3 separate regions of the Zea mays genome follow, and all the other regions are linked to region 2. The links are chromatin contacts, called in public Hi-C maps. All regions are on one chromosome and are shown on one strand. The core of a region is the stretch at or near the end of the contact, and the rest is flanking DNA. Distances in the headings are between cores, read along the strand shown. Region 1 holds the start of LOC103632335. Region 2 holds the start of LOC100191359. Region 3 has its middle 140 kb from the start of LOC103632337.

What was found. Hi-C and Micro-C count contacts between places; a contact is called where the count stands out from the background.
Region 1: a contact with region 2 is called in a Hi-C map of leaf, with 4 times the contacts expected there. The contact joins the promoter of LOC103632335 here to the promoter of LOC100191359 in region 2. A contact is called at or near these places in 6 of 25 Hi-C or Micro-C datasets (ear, endosperm, leaf and 2 more).
Region 3: a Hi-C map of endosperm shows a contact between it and region 2, with 2.7 times the contacts expected there. The contact joins the enhancer-like site here to the promoter of LOC100191359 in region 2. A contact is called at or near these places in 3 of 25 Hi-C or Micro-C datasets (ear, endosperm and leaf).

Annotation. Positions count from the first base shown.
Region 1 is chr7:47,796,791-47,799,496 of Zm-B73-REFERENCE-NAM-5.0, reverse strand. It overlaps LOC103632335, which reads left to right and starts at 1,301. Exons shown (of 5, transcript XM_008654146.2): 1 at 1,301-2,653. The coding sequence starts at 1,475.
Region 2 is chr7:47,950,294-47,952,993 of Zm-B73-REFERENCE-NAM-5.0, reverse strand. It overlaps LOC100191359, which reads left to right and starts at 1,371. Exons shown (of 3, transcript NM_001136793.2): 1 at 1,371-1,504.
Region 3 is chr7:48,161,300-48,164,009 of Zm-B73-REFERENCE-NAM-5.0, reverse strand. No RefSeq gene overlaps it. Among protein-coding and RNA genes, the nearest start is that of LOC103632337, 140 kb to the right of the region's middle. Within about 2 kb of position 1,264, at least 17 of the 20 cell types and tissues checked have an H3K27ac peak or open chromatin away from gene starts, as enhancers often do. A contact at or near this core is called in ear, endosperm and leaf, where this site is marked.

The sequences.
Region 1 (2,706 bases), core at 52-2,551, 150 kb after region 2:
TACCCTTTACCCACAAGTCATGTTACCCATTAGCCAAGTGATCACGACTTTCCATTCATCTCTACCGAGGAGACGAGGCAAGGTCCCACTACGAGGCCTTTACAAAGTTCCACTAGCTTTAGAAAACCTAATAGTTCATTATATAGGAATCCCTCGTCCAAAAAGCCATCGCAACATGATCGACCCGAGAACCTCCATATACTGGTAGCTCCTCATACCATGATTGCCCCTTTCAGGTAATGTAGTCCTCCACTAGCTTTACTAATTAGTCAGTCAAGGGCGTCCCATTCCACTAGCACTGTTATCTCAGGTTAAGCTCCATATTTCAATTAACACAATAATATTGTCATGAACAATAAACAATCTAGCAATAATGATAAAACATGATCATAATTCATATATAGCATTATTCCAAAGTCAGGTAGAGCAATAACAATACTACCTAATAGTTCATTTGTTTGCAAGGTGTAGGATAAACAAAACTAGAGTAATCTATTAGGTCCCATCAAGTTAACCTAAGCATGTCACGTTGATTATCGAGAACATTATTATGTGCAGAAAAGTGACCAAGGAAAATAAATATGTTCATAGGGTTTAAAATCTAGAAAGTGATGAATTCCTACTTTATTAATAACTCTCTCGATTCTATGTTTACATTGATTTAGACAATTTTTACCAAAACGGTTCTAAAAAAAATAGGTTGAAAAACTAAATATTTAACAGTCCGCGGTTTCTAGCGGCACATGATGGAAATTACGAAGCGTTTGGATCCATTCATTTTGAAGGAATTGTACTTTACTTAATAAATTAACCTATTTAGTTTGAAATTTAATATTCCACCACTTCCCAAAATTCAGATATAACCATATCTCAAATTCATGCGGTATATGATGAAAAATAATTTTATATCTTAATAGAATTTATTTCTAGTTTACAAATTATAGGACACTCTTTGACTCACTCCTATATAATAAAAATATAGCATATAAATATCTCCGATAACTTGCTAATAATAATATATAAATATATTTGATATAAAACTGAATTAAATTAGCTTAGTTGATATATGTCTAAATTACTATTATTAGCTTAATCGAAACAAACACCCGCACGTTTATTTGCGACGTTGCTGCTGATGTGTATTGCCGTATTGGCACTTCTGCGGAAACATCGGTATACAATACAAATATTCCGTTCTACTTCCAACTCGCCGCCGTGCCACCAGTATCTTTCCACCAGTCCAAACAGTTCAACACAGCAGTTCGTCCTTGTGTGCAGAGAAAATTGACCAAAAAAGAAAATTGCCACAGCGGGGCCCGGTCACGTTCCCACCCTGCTGTGCCCGGCTCCCGTCCAATAGAAATACACCGACCCTGCGAGGCTGCGACGTCGCAAGTAGGACACCCTCCCCGTCGGATTGGGATCCTCGCCAGTCGACTGGCCGCGGAGCCCATAGCCGGCCAATTCCGACGCCATGGCCGACCACGACGACGCTGCCGTCCTCTCGGACGTCGACGAGGACCTTCTCCCATCATCATCCCCCTCCATCTCTTCTGCCTCCTCCCACAAAACCCTACCGCAAGCCCAACCCCTGCCACAGTCCGATGCCCAGGCACAACAGCAGCGGCTGCTGGCCCTGGCCGCGGAGCTCGAGGAGGAGCGCCGCCTCCGCCACGCAGCCGAGGCCTCCATCGCGGGGGCCGAGTCCCGCGTCGCCCGCTACAAGGCCTTCGCGCAGGACGTGCTCCGCAAGAGCGACGCCCTCACCGCCGAGGCCGCGGACTCCGCGCGGTCCCTCGCCGCGCTCCAGGCCGAGGCCACCACCGCCTCCTCCATGCTCTCCTCCGGCTTCGAGAGGATCTCCGCCAAGGCCTCCCCTTCCGCGGCCGCCGCCCCGCTCCCCACCTCCCAGAAGTACTCCTCCGGCCTCCCGGCCCTCGCGTACGGCGTCCTCAAGCGCGCCAACGACATCGTGGACGACCTCCTAGCCCAGATCAACGCTGCTAACCGCGACCGCGATCGCGCGCGCGAGCAGATGGAACACCGCAACTACCAGATCGCCATCGAGGTCTCTGAGCTCGAGGCGTCGCTCGCATCCAGGTCTGCCGAGGGCGAATCCCTCTCCAAGTCACTCTCCCAGCGAGAAGCTGAGATCTCCGAGCTCCGTGACAAAATCACCTCTCTCGAGGGGAAGCTCGATGCCCAGAGGCCCGTGCTGGCGGAGCAGATCGAATGCACCTCGAAGCTGTACCACGAGATGCGGCAGGTGGTCAAGCTGGTCGATGCTGAAGCTGCCAGTGCCCTGTCCGATTCGGTTTTTGTCTGGAAGGAGTCTGACGTTGAGGAGAGCCTTAAGGTGTCTCTGGAAGGGACGAAATTGGCCTATGAGCTTGCGGCAATGGCCCTTGAGAAGGTCGGAGCTTGTATCAATGACAAGGAGAGCAAGCTGATGCGTTTGGAGGACAGGGTGGATGAACTGATTAAAGAGAAGGAGCACATTAGTGTGCTGCTCCGGAGCGCGCTGCAGGCAACCACCAGTGAGGTGTTAAAGGTTGCAGAGGATGGACTGAGGGAAGCTGGCATTGAGATTGGGCTTGATGAGCGAAAGGTGCACGGGCCAGGGAATGTGGAGAAGGACGAGGTCTATACCCTGGTAAGTTCAATTGATGCTACTATACATGGAACTGACAGTTCCTGAACCTGTAT
Region 2 (2,700 bases), core at 122-2,621:
TGGCTTTCTGTACTAGTAATAATAATCTGACCAACTAAAAGCAACTGCTTGACTTACCCCCACATAAAGCTAGTCCACTACAACCAAACATGATACTTGCCGAGTATGTTGATGTGTACTCACCCTTGCTCTACACACCAACCCCCTCCATCCCCAGGTTGTCAGCATTGCAACCACTGCTCAGGAGAAGATGAAGCCGTGGAAGGAGACTTCCAGGAGTTCCAAGACTACGACGAGTTTTAGGCGTGGGTTAGCGGCAACCACCAGTCGGCTCCCTGTGAAGGCCGCGTTTATCTACGTTTCTTTTCCGCACTTTGATTTATTGTAAAGACTATGTGGATGTCTCAGACATATGATGTAATCGATTATTATTTCCCTTTTTAATACTATTTGAGCACTATGTGATGATGTCCATGTTATGTAACTGTTGTGTACGTGAATTGCTGATCCTGGCACGTACATGGTTCACATTCGGTTTGCCTTCTAAAACCGGGTGTGACAGCGAGCGAGCGCACCCACGTGTGGTGTTCCATCCTCCCCCCTCATCCATGACTTGGAGGGAGAGAGATGCCTCTAGATATAAACTAGTCTCACTAAATTTAGATTAGCAATGTGGTACTACGGTTCCCATACATGGTCTTTTGAGGTTTTTTGGAATTTAATTGAATTTCTCAATTTAGGCCAAGCTCATTAATCTAACAAGGGCTGGAAACGAGACGAGCCAAACTCCGCTCGGCTCGTTGACAGACTGAGCACGGCTTGGGTCGGCTCGTTCACTCAACGAGTTGAAAGATGAGGCTCGACTCGGCTCGCAAGCTCGACCTTAATAAATAATATTGTATTATATAGTGCTTTAATAGTATATAAATGTGAAAAATATAATCATCATTCAACATTATAAATAAAATTATCTATTATCTATCATTATTATATAGTTTGATTAATTTGGTACAACTCGCGAGCCAGAGGGAGCTGGCTCAGTTCGACTCGGTGGACCAGCGAGCTCAAAAACTAGGCTCGACTAACTCGAGGCTCGCAAACCGCTCCGAACCAAGCCGGACCGTCCCAAGCTCGAGCTAGCTCACAAGCTTCGCACTCTTTTTCTAGCCTTAAATCTAACAATATTGGCGAGAAGGTGTTAGGCTCGATGACAATGGCAAGTTCTAAAGTGCGTGCTGAACTGAAGCTCGTGCCGATGAGGTCGACTGAAAGTAGTAGGTTGGTGGGAGTGATGTTTGAGTGTGTTGGTTGGTGGGCCGTTGTAAAAGTATATTCACCTGGATGGGCTGGGCCGAGTGGATACCTGCCTGGGCTGGTTGTGTCTGAGTATGTGCCGTATAAAACAGGTGACTGGGGAACGGGAGAAAAATAATAAAAGTGAAATTCCATTACCTTGCTGTCTCGGTCTGTCGGCCATCGCCGGTTGCGCAGCGGGCAGCGGCTCACGTCGACGGGGAAGACTCCGGAGGCCACGGGCGTTACATTCTCCTGCCGTATTTTTGCGGTAATTGCGCCGCTCTTCCCTTCCCTTTGCTCTGTATTAGGATTCTTGATTTATGTGTGGGTTTCCACCGCGCTACCGCAGTCGATGCCGTACCTCAGATGCAGACGAGGTAGAGCATCACATTAATGAGGTGCTAGGATTATCATAAGCTCTATTCTAGGGTTCTTGATTTGGGCGTGGGTTCTGATTTCACCCCGGGGAAATACTTTGCAAAGATGACGGACACGTGTGGAATTAGTATTGCGTAGCCATCGATACAACGATTTCCTTGCAACTGAAATTGATGAATACTAGTACTAAAAGTGATTGAGGCAGCTCCTAAAATACCGAACTTGTACGCCTTAGAAAGTTACTGAAATTGCAGCTTTGGTTGCTCATCCGAAAAGGGCCTGAACCATATGCATATCAGGTATGGGAAGTTTAGCCTTAACACAAGTCTAATTCTCCCACAAAAGATGGTGATGCAACTACGTAAGACATATATGATCAAATTGATCATGCCATCAAGCTCATCTCCTTCGTCAATCATGAGCATCCAGCAAAGGTAGTGTGCCCTCCATGCATTGTATACTCCTATAGTCTTAGTTTCTTGCATGTTATCGTTAGTAATGTAGTGATTTGTATTAATCAATTTTTGTTGAGGACGGGCTTCTGAAGTCCATGCTGCCTTTTTATGAATGTTTGTATCAATAGGAACATCAGAGTTATGAAGACTTCTCGTATGATGCCTTAGGGACCAGTTTAGAATTGAATCCGTGTATCAGATAATAACATGCCCAATTTATTTTGTCATACGTAGCAATGATATCAAGGGTAGCTTTTTTGTGCATTTGTTTACTCTAGTATGCTAGTTTTGTATTAATTCCTTAGTCGAAAACAAGCTAGCATATTAGGTGCCCTTCCATTCAAAATGAAATATGTACTAATCTACTTACTGGTTGTATTTATTATTTCATAGATTGTGACCACCAGTTCTCGTTGGAGAAGATTGAAAACATTACATATTTGGTATTTGAACTTTTAAGAATGGCACCATTAGTCACTTTCATTAAAACTGTCATTGGTCTTCGATTAGAAAATGTCAAAGCCTGAAGGTTTCATCTTCTGCAGCAACTCCAGCTTGTTCCATTTCTCCTTCGCCAGCGTCTGCCAATGGTTTAGAAGACCAATAGTTTTGCAAGCAACTCGTTTAGGAG
Region 3 (2,710 bases), core at 15-2,514, 210 kb before region 2:
TAGTAAATAATGCAAAATATATGAATTTTGTTGCATCATGCTGGGTAATTTGTTTGCACATTTAAATTGAGTTTGAAATTTTAAAAGCAGATTAAATCAAAACTTGAAGTTAGAATTTAGGAACTAAAAGAAATATAAACAAAATGGAAAGGGAGGACATACCTCATTTCGGGCTTGAAACCTCTCCTCGGCCCAACTCCGTCTCGGCGTCCACCCTGGCCGGATGGGCCAAATATGCCCCGTCGGCCAATTACTTTTCCCCACCTTTTTCTTTTTCTAGCGTGTATGGCGCGTGGGCCCCACCTCGTTAGCTCCGGCTTTCCTTGCCCAAACGTCTTCCACTGCTGACGCCTGGGACCTGGTCATCAGCCTAATCGGTCGCGCGCGCTCTAGCCTCTCAACCGCGCCGCGCCTCATTCCCTTGACCCTGCCACGTGGGCCCAGCGTGTCGGACATCGTCTTCCTGGGTTCAAACAAAAGCCAGCTCAAGTTGGTTGCAAAAACTCCGCCGAGAATCACCACCTCATGCTCCACCTTAGGCTCTATATAAACCATCCGCGACCCCCTCCTTGTTCCCAAATGGGTCAAACCACAGTCGTGGGTAGATGGGGGAGGAACGGGGGATCTCGCGACTGCCATCAGCGCTCCTCACCCTTGATGCCTATCGGCGCCTGCTGGGAGGTCATGGGCATTCACCACAGCATGAGGAAGCCCCCCAAGAAGTACCGTGAGCAAGAAATCGATCTCATCATCTGGGAATTCCTCATCGATGATGTGGCGCCGCTGCGAGCCGCTTAGTTCAGTGCCCTGACATCATATCACAGCCACATCGACCTGGGTAATACCCTTACCATCTTATTCGCCATTGGACCATTTAAGTGTAGCACTGTACTACTTGGGTAGAAGATCACCAGTAACCTCGGGATTGCTCACCATGGTCGTTGCTCAGCCGTGGAGACACGGTTTGCCGCAGACAAAACTCTCTACGCAACTACCTCTGGTGATGAGCCCCACACCCTATTCGCCACGACCGTAGCATCATGGGCGCCTTGTGGCGTCGAATTTGGCAACCAGGATGGAAGTCAGGGCTTTTCCGGCCATGGCACCGCCACGAGTCAGCGCTGCGCCACCGTGCTGATGCGGACCGCTGCTTCGCCTCGACTAGGTTGGGGAAGAAGCCCCTCTGGTCGTCAGATCCATGTTGTGCGCACTGGATTAGATCTAGGGGTAACCAAATATGAGCCGTTGATCGGGACACCGGGGATCGAGATCATATCATCACATCCTTCTAGCCACGTTAGATCCAAACCGTAGGATGTCTGGTGAAGGCGTAGGATTAGATCTTGGAGATTTTGGATCGTGGCCGCTGATTTTGGATCTTGTGGTCACCAGTGGATACCGGTTCATGGGTGGGATAGTTTTATCTTGTCCATCGATTTTTTATCGATCGGCCATGGCTCTGCGATACCCCTTCGTTGTGTGTTTTTTTTCTAAAAGTGACCCTTCTTTATTTTAAAATCAGCCCGCCGTCTGCCTAGACTCAAGAATCATCGTAGATGGGTCCACAGATTTATAGAACCGCCCCTGGACTTCAAAAGAATAGTGGTCGCGGTCCAGGAATTTCTGTATAATGATAAAATTAATTCTAAAATGATTTTTAATATAGAAATAATTCCATAATCTTGTTTAATTCCTACTTAATTCATTTGAACTCCTTTTTATCCATTCTAGTTGCATTAAACTCATATTAATATTATTTATCATCTAGCAACATTATTTTGTCATGAAACATAGGTTAAAAACTATGCACTCAATCTATTCTACATACGACATTTAAACTTCGGAAAATCATAACTCTTTAACCGTAACTCCGAATTTAGTGGTTCTCGAACCCACGATCTCGTTACGATGCATAGATCATTATTCTTTGATATGTTCTCATGATTGGTGTGATGTTAATTTTTGCCTATACCATGTTTGTTTGTATTGCTATGAGTAGCAGCGAGGTTACAAGTCACTTGAAGACCTAGTTTGGAGACGTACCACGGAATCTCAAGTCACAGGCAAGTTGTGCCCTTGATCACTCTTCTTTACCTAATAATGGTCTATGTTAATCACTGTGACATGCTCAGGATAATTCGATGGGACCTAATAGGTTTCCCTAGTATTGTTTACCCCACACCTTGCAAACAAAAGAACTATCGGGTAGATTTACTATTGCTCTACCTGTTTTCGGGAAATTAATGTTATATTATGATCTTGTTCCAATTTTGCTGTTGTTTTAATTATTGTTCATGATAAGATCATTATGTTAATTGGAACATGGAGCGACCACCTGGGAAAACAGTGCTACGAGAAGGATGGTATGGACACCCTGGCTGACTAATTAGAAAAGCTAGTGGAGGAATACTTTACCCGAAAGGGGCAAGGGTGGTAGAGGAGCTATGGTATAGGGAGGTTCTCGGGTCGATCATGTTGCGATGGCTTTTCAGATGAGGGATTCCTATATTTCCCTTCTCAAAAACCGTAGCGGGTTTTCTGAAGCTAGTGGAACTTTGTAAAGGCCTCATAGTGCTACCATGCCTCGTCTCCTCGATAGAGATTTTTGGGAAGTCATGATCCCTTAGAAAATAGGTAACACGACATGTGGGTAAAGATGCGCAACATCTGCATAGTGTAAAACTGGTATATCAGCCGTGCTCACGGTCAT